Regions from separate parts of the Zea mays genome. Here region 2 is linked to region 1. A link is a contact called in public Hi-C data. All regions are on one chromosome and are shown on one strand. Each heading gives the region's core, a stretch centred on a gene start, on an enhancer-like site or on the middle of the called end of the contact. The rest is flanking DNA. Distances are from core to core; before and after follow the strand shown.

Region 1 (3,505 bases), core at 451-2,950:
GCGTTTCGAAATACGTACTCGTTTGTGCCGTGTTAGTAGATTACTAGTAGTAGGAAGAATTAAGGGATTATTAAGACACGTCTCCATCATGACGAAAAGCCTTTTTTTCCCCCTTGGTTGCCGAAAACTTGGTTCAGTTCAGAGTTCAGAGGTGGTTTTGCCGGAAACGTCAGGCTACAGCAGCCCGGCCCCCCCGGCTACGGAGCCACAGAGCAGGTGGCGTGCCACGTCGGACGCGTGCATGACACGTCGGACGCGTGCTTGGCCATGCCTACTCCGCCTAGGCAGATCACGCGGTGGGGGCGGCGGAGGCGAGCGCGAGGCGGCCTCGTGGAACACCGGCGCCGGCACGTGCACGTGCCATACCAACCTTTTTTTTCAATCTCCTTGCTAATGAGGAGTGTGCCTCGTGATTGATGCTATGCAATTTGAATCAGAGCTTATCCTATAATTAACTACTCTGAACAGGATACCTTTAAAAAAAACTGCAAGTATGAACGTAAGAATGTTTAGGGCACATGGCTTGAGCTTAGAACGTGAGATGAGGCCGATAAAAGACAGAGATCGTTCTGAACTTGAGGTCACATGGCTACTGGTACTGGGACTTCGAGCTTAGAACATGTCGAGGTCCATAAAGACAGAGATTGTTCTGAACTTGAGCTGTACTAAACGATATACCTATACCCTATATATACACTATAAACAATTTCCTTTGAGATGCCTATGCTAGGATGGATCGACGGATACGATGAACACGACAGCTCTGAACTTGAGCTGTACTAAGCAATGGCTTCATTTCAAAGACAGAGAGATATAAGAAGGTTGCAAGCATTGAGCAAGCGAGCCTCCACGCATGTGCGTTACAAGACAGAGTAGTGTTTGATTTTTTTTATTTTCTAACATATACTTACTACACTCATAATAAATTATAAAATCCCGGGAGAAATACAATTGGAAACAGGCAGATATACATGGACCGGACGTCCTTTCTAGGCAGGCAGGTCTGACGAGGTTTCCTTCGTCTAGTGCGGTAGTGCCAAGCCAAACAAACATGCAACTGAACCAGGACAGACACAGACGTGCCACGTACGCCGCAGCGGTTGGTGGTGGCATCGCGCACCGGAGCAACGTGCGCACCACCGACCGAGCGAGCGAGCATGCAGAGACGGAAACGGATTTGCCCAGGACAGCACAGCACATCACAACTCACAAGAAAGAAGGAATTGATTGACCGTACCGGCGGGCTTCGGGGAGGCCGACGCCGGCGGGGTAGCAGTTGAACTTGCCGGTCCGGAGCGCGGCGGCCACGGCGTCCTCGGCCTCGGCGGCGGTGCGGAAGGCCGGGAACACCGAGGGGTCCCCGTGCGCCAGCGGCAGCACGGGCCGCGGGTCGCGCGCGTCCAGGCTCGCGCTGATCTTGAACCGCACCGCCCGGATGCTCATCTTGTCCCCCGCAACGGCCAGCGCGCCCTCCTTCGCCGCCCGCGCGAACCGCCACTCCGCGTGCCCGCCGCCGTTCTCGTGCCCGCTGCCGTTCTCGCCGGCGTGGGTCGCCATGGGGTTGTACACAAACAGGGGGCGACACGGGCGAGAGAGAGAGAGAGAGATGGAGAAGGGAGTTGTGGGCTGTGTAGGCCGGAGGGAGAGGGATTGGCTGCGCGCGACGCGAGAGCTGTGGAACTCGATGACTCGAGTTGGTTTGGTCCCCGGCGACGGCGAGGCGAGTGTTCCAGCATTTTATAGGCGGCCGCCAGCAAGTTAGGGCTGCGGGGCGGGTGGCACTGGCACTGGCACGATTCACGCCCCCCGGCCGGGCTCTGCCTTTGCCTGTGTGGAGTGTGGCCGCTTTGGCAGCGGACGGAGACGGCATCCTCTCGTGTCTCGTCCTCACTCACTGCTCCGTTTTGTCCTCGAGCCGGTGGCGCCAGGTGCGTGCCTGGTACCATACAAACGCAGACGGCTGGTAGCATACAAACGAAGACGCCGGTAGGGTGGTCCGTGCACGCAGCATGCATGATCCGCGCAGTCCTTGCTTGTCTTTCCCTGCTGCTGGCTAATCTACTTTGTTGGCTCATCAACAAAAGTGTTGTGTCAATCAGCAGAGTGTGATCCACACCAACATTGGAGGCAGGCAGTTCGGTGTCAAGCATGATCCTCTGACTTCAATGTTTCTTATACTGTGGTACGGTACGGTCGCTGGTAGAGGCGGAGACAGGTGCATGGCCGTCAGGGCCATGGCTCCGGACGTTGTCTAAAATTTTTAAACCTCTCTTACAACATAGCAATCACATGATAGCAATCACATGATGGTTGTTTATATCTACTCTACTAAAAACCGGCCTCTAGATGGCTGATTCTAAAGATCACACTGACGTCTCTGTCACCAATATCATCAAGTCGACCATGAAGGCACTCTTGGCTTATGGACAACAGCATTTTGAGGGCCTCATGAGACGAGAAGATGAAGAAGTGCTGCGACAACTCGCTAAACAGCGCGAGAAGGCAAAGGAAAAAGTATCTATCACACTTCACGGTGGCTCGCTACCAGAAGATCATCCGTCAATGGGAGATCGATATAACATCTCTCCTACCTTCGCCTCAAACTCCCACTATAAGCATTTCGTTTCAACCTTTTAAGGCTTTCATAGAACAGCGGGGGATCAGTTAAAACAATATATAGACTAATCTGTTAAATGATGGGTGTGTTCGTATGAAAAATCTACTGCCCCTAGTTTTCCCTCGCACGAACTAATATGGAGCCAAACACACCTAACACGTCGGCTAGAAATAGATCATCCTAGACCTAGCCATTGTATGGTATGTCTATGAATACGTTCATAGCACCACCATAACCACCGTCGTCTAGCATGCAACTGGCTCTAAACATGATCGAATTGTCCGAGAGTCATCTCGGACCGTCCGGCTACCTCACGGACCGTCTGGCATCCTTTGCTGGGTCGTCCGACCCTACACAAGCCCACGCACAAACCACCTAGGCAGCGCCATATACGACCAGACTGTCTGAGTATAACCCTAGATCGTTCGACTTGGTCGTGGACCGCCTGGTCGCTTACACCTGACCGTCTAGGTATGCTTACGCGAAACACGGAGCTGCATAATATGCGCAATTTTTGCACCCATCACAACAACACTACGACAACCCGCTGTCATCATATTATAACCATGTCATGCCTTATCATACACACATGGCCGAATGTAAGGAAAATGGACCCAGGCCATTTGGCTAAGTGATTTTGGTGTTGATGATCAACATAATCTGTGTACTAATGTGTTTGCGAGTGTTTGTGTTTGAAGTTCATAGGACGCAAAGAGAATTGGACTAAGGCACTGAGGATGCAACACTTCAAAAGAAGACTTAAAAGATGTGTAGAAGTCCAAGAGCAACAGAAGCCTAAGGAAATAGCAAAGAAATCCAAGAAGAGCGCAGTCAGCCAACGCTCTGGTGGCGCACCGGACAGTGAACAATACATGCCCAGTGTGTGAC
Region 2 (3,387 bases), core at 856-3,355, 180 kb before region 1:
CCGGAGCCTTCGTATCCTTGTGATACATGAAGTTATAACAACTGAAATTTTCATGTAACCCGTCTTCTCTGGCCTTCGTTTGGTAATGCAATTCATGCACTCGGCAGAAAGCTTCAGCATTTGGGTCCATTCCTTGGCTTCGAAGGGCCCAGATGAAGACGCTGAGCCTAACGATAACGTTAGAGGTCAGCTGATGAAGATAGATTTCATAATTATCCAAAACTTCTCCAATCATCTCGTGAAGCGGAAACCACAATCCTGCTCTGAAAAAGCTTTTGAAAACTACTACTTCGTCATCTTTCAGCTTAGGAGTGGTTTCTTCTCCGGCAAAATGAATAAGCTTCTTCTCAGCTTCTCCGAAGTAACCCAGCTTCATCATCATGGGCACGTCGGCCTCAGACACAGTAGATTTTTCAAAATCCAAGTGGCTGGGTTTTGTTGGGATCAGAGTGTTATAGTCTTCCTCTTCTTCATCAACATTTTCTTCCTCGATATCAGCTTGTTCAGCTTCAGCAGTAGGTGCACCTTCATCAATGGCCCCCTCCGTCACAACTAATCCCGATTGTCTCATGACTTTGGAGATCGGGGTTGTCTCGGTGGCTTTGGCCTCCTCTCCTTCACGGATCACCCTTGCAGTCGAGCGTACTCTGGCCATCTGATGATGAATTTTTTTGCAGTTTTTACGAAGCTGATGTTTTTTACAGTTTTTTGACGAAGCTCCCTCTTTTGACGAAGCTAATTAAAGATGATGGTTTGCTCAAGAATGCAGTGAAAAAGCTTCGACTATGGTTAAATTTTTCAACAGCACAACACTGCAATGACAATGAATGTTGTGGTAACTTCACACCTACCTCTCTGTTTTATATAGTGCTGCAGGTGGGAAGGTGAATGGCCAAGTTGCCTGCACCCGCTGAACAGTTACCCGCACCCGCTGAACGGTGGACCACTCGACGCTTGGGAGGCGAATCGCCAGACCGTGCGTACCCGCCGCATGGTGGGCCACCTCGTGCTTGGAATATTTTAATCGTTTCTTGACAACGAGCTCAGGGAAGGTGTTTTTTGGATCTACGGCATTCCGAAGCCTTGGAGATTTTTCACGGATCAAGCTCGTTACAAAAAACGATCTAGCACCGCGAAGGAGCTATTGTTGGGAGACTACTTCATCGCCAAAGGTCCTTTAAGAAGAAACATCTTCGGAAGATCAGTACATACAACGCGAAGGTACATGCCGAAGCTACCATCCAGGGAGCTTCGGCATAGCGACATGCCTTGAGACGAAGGGCTGCACCGACTTAAAGAGGAAAAGACCAATCGGTCCATGATAATTTGTGTCATGGTTGTAACTAATTGCCAAGGACATAAATGTAATTCTGACCGGGCTGCGTCCTGTGCCTATAAATAGGTGAACAGTACCTCTGTACTGTTCACGCTGGATTGTATTCACTCGTACGTCACGCTTGGACCTTTGCCTTCTGTCAAGCCGAAGGTACAAATACAATTCAATGTAATTCATGTTCATTTATAATGATATAAAAAAGATATATTAATGATGTTATATAACTATTCATTTTACTCCTCATGTTTCATATGCTTCTTTTTTCATTAATATATAATATGATGATGAAGGTACGTGCTTCATGACCTTCGTCTGAAGATCATTATATCCTATGAGAAATAATGATTCGAAGGACGAAGACCCCTAACCATTAATATTTTATGTTGCCTTATTCTTAATTCGAAGCATTTAAGAACAAGTTCCCAACATTTTCGATACCTACTCATTATCTATTATCAAATTTCTTCTAACTAACGATTACTAAGGTGCACGGAAAACAAAAATGAAAAGTGTTTAGAGGTGAACGCCAACAACAAGGGGTGAGAAAAAGAAACCGCCATGTAGTGTGGGCTGCTAGGGGACGGCCGTGCCCCCATGTAGCCCCTTATCCCCTGTGATCGGATCATCACAAAATATCTTTGGAGCGCGGTTGATATTATCACTATAATTGGGGGTTTACACGAAAAATCGCACCATCTAGAGGTTTATGAAGCCTCCAAAAAAATATCTAAACAACAACTACTTCCTAGTATAAAGTGACAGTAGCGGGGGAGAAGGGAACCGAAACCAAGCAACCCAATCCAAACCAGACAAGCAAGGAATCCCCCGATGGCTCATCGCGTTCTCCTCCTCCTCTCTCTCGCGTCGGCCGCCGCGGTTGCCGCCGCCGTCGACGCGGAGGACCCGCTGATCCGGCAGGTGGTTCCCGGTGGAGATGACAACGATCTGGAGCTGAACGCGGAGTCCCACTTCCTGAGCTTCGTGCAGCGGTTCGGCAAGTCCTACAAGGACGCCGACGAGCACGCGTACCGGCTGTCCGTTTTCAAGGCCAACCTGCGCCGCGCGCGCCGGCACCAGCTGCTGGACCCGTCGGCGGAGCACGGCGTCACTAAGTTCTCCGACCTCACGCCGGCAGAGTTCCGCCGGACCTACCTCGGCCTCCGCAAGTCCCGGCGCGCTCTCCTCAGAGAACTCGGGGAGTCGGCGCACGAGGCGCCCGTGCTCCCCACCGATGGTCTCCCCGACGATTTCGACTGGAGGGACCACGGCGCCGTCGGCCCCGTCAAGAACCAGGTCGGTTTCCAATCTGTTGACCATGGATCCACAGATCGGAGCAGTTCTTTCATAGTACTCAGCGATCTGTTTGGGTCCTAAATTTCCTTTCCCCGGCTGTTGTTTAGGGTTCGTGCGGGTCGTGCTGGTCGTTCAGCGCGTCTGGAGCGCTGGAGGGTGCGCACTACCTCGCAACTGGCAAGCTGGAGGTGCTTTCGGAGCAGCAGTTCGTCGACTGTGACCACGAGGTGAGGAAGGAAACTGCCCTTTTCTTTCATCCATAGATTAAATTCATAGTTTTCTTACTATTATCGTACTTTTTTATGGGATTGGTTCATGGTCACATGTGCTAGGAAGGCTGGGTTTCCGGCCATAGCCCATGTTTTGTAAGCTAGTGTGATGTCCTTTTCCTATTTTCCTCCTTTCCGATTGGGCAGTGGTGCACCTACCGTGAGTCTGAGTAGGAAAACGGGGGTTTGGAAGAATGGAAAGGTTTCATGATAATTTTTCAAAATAAAATTAGCGGCTAAAAGAGTGGTACAATATTGAGATGGTAGAGCATCTCCGACCATCTTTTTTAAAACTCACCTTTCATCATCTTCTGCACACTTTGTGGTTGCCTGCCCGTTCTCCATCTTTGTCTAGCTAGCTAGAAATAAGGAATAGATGATAACAATATTTGGAGATCTAATTGACATAAGGATATAGTGAGGCTCTTGGAGTTGCTTACTCCTTGAGGGGTGAATCCACAGTGATTCAAGTTTGGATAACAAATTACT

What was found. A called contact is a pair of places that touch in the nucleus more often than the background predicts.
Region 2: a contact with region 1 is called in a Hi-C map of endosperm, with 2.3 times the contacts expected there. The contact joins the promoter of LOC542701 here to the promoter of LOC100191283 in region 1. A contact is called at or near these places in 2 of 25 Hi-C or Micro-C datasets (endosperm and leaf mesophyll).

Annotation. Positions count from the first base shown.
Region 1 is chr5:161,863,913-161,867,417 of Zm-B73-REFERENCE-NAM-5.0, reverse strand. LOC100191283 reads right to left here and starts at 1,700. Exons shown (of 7, transcript NM_001136717.1): 1 at 1,238-1,700. The coding sequence starts at 1,557.
Region 2 is chr5:162,041,691-162,045,077 of Zm-B73-REFERENCE-NAM-5.0, reverse strand. It overlaps LOC542701 (cysteine protease 1), which reads left to right and starts at 2,105. Exons shown (of 4, transcript NM_001371648.1): 1 at 2,105-2,629; 2 at 2,737-2,856. The coding sequence starts at 2,165.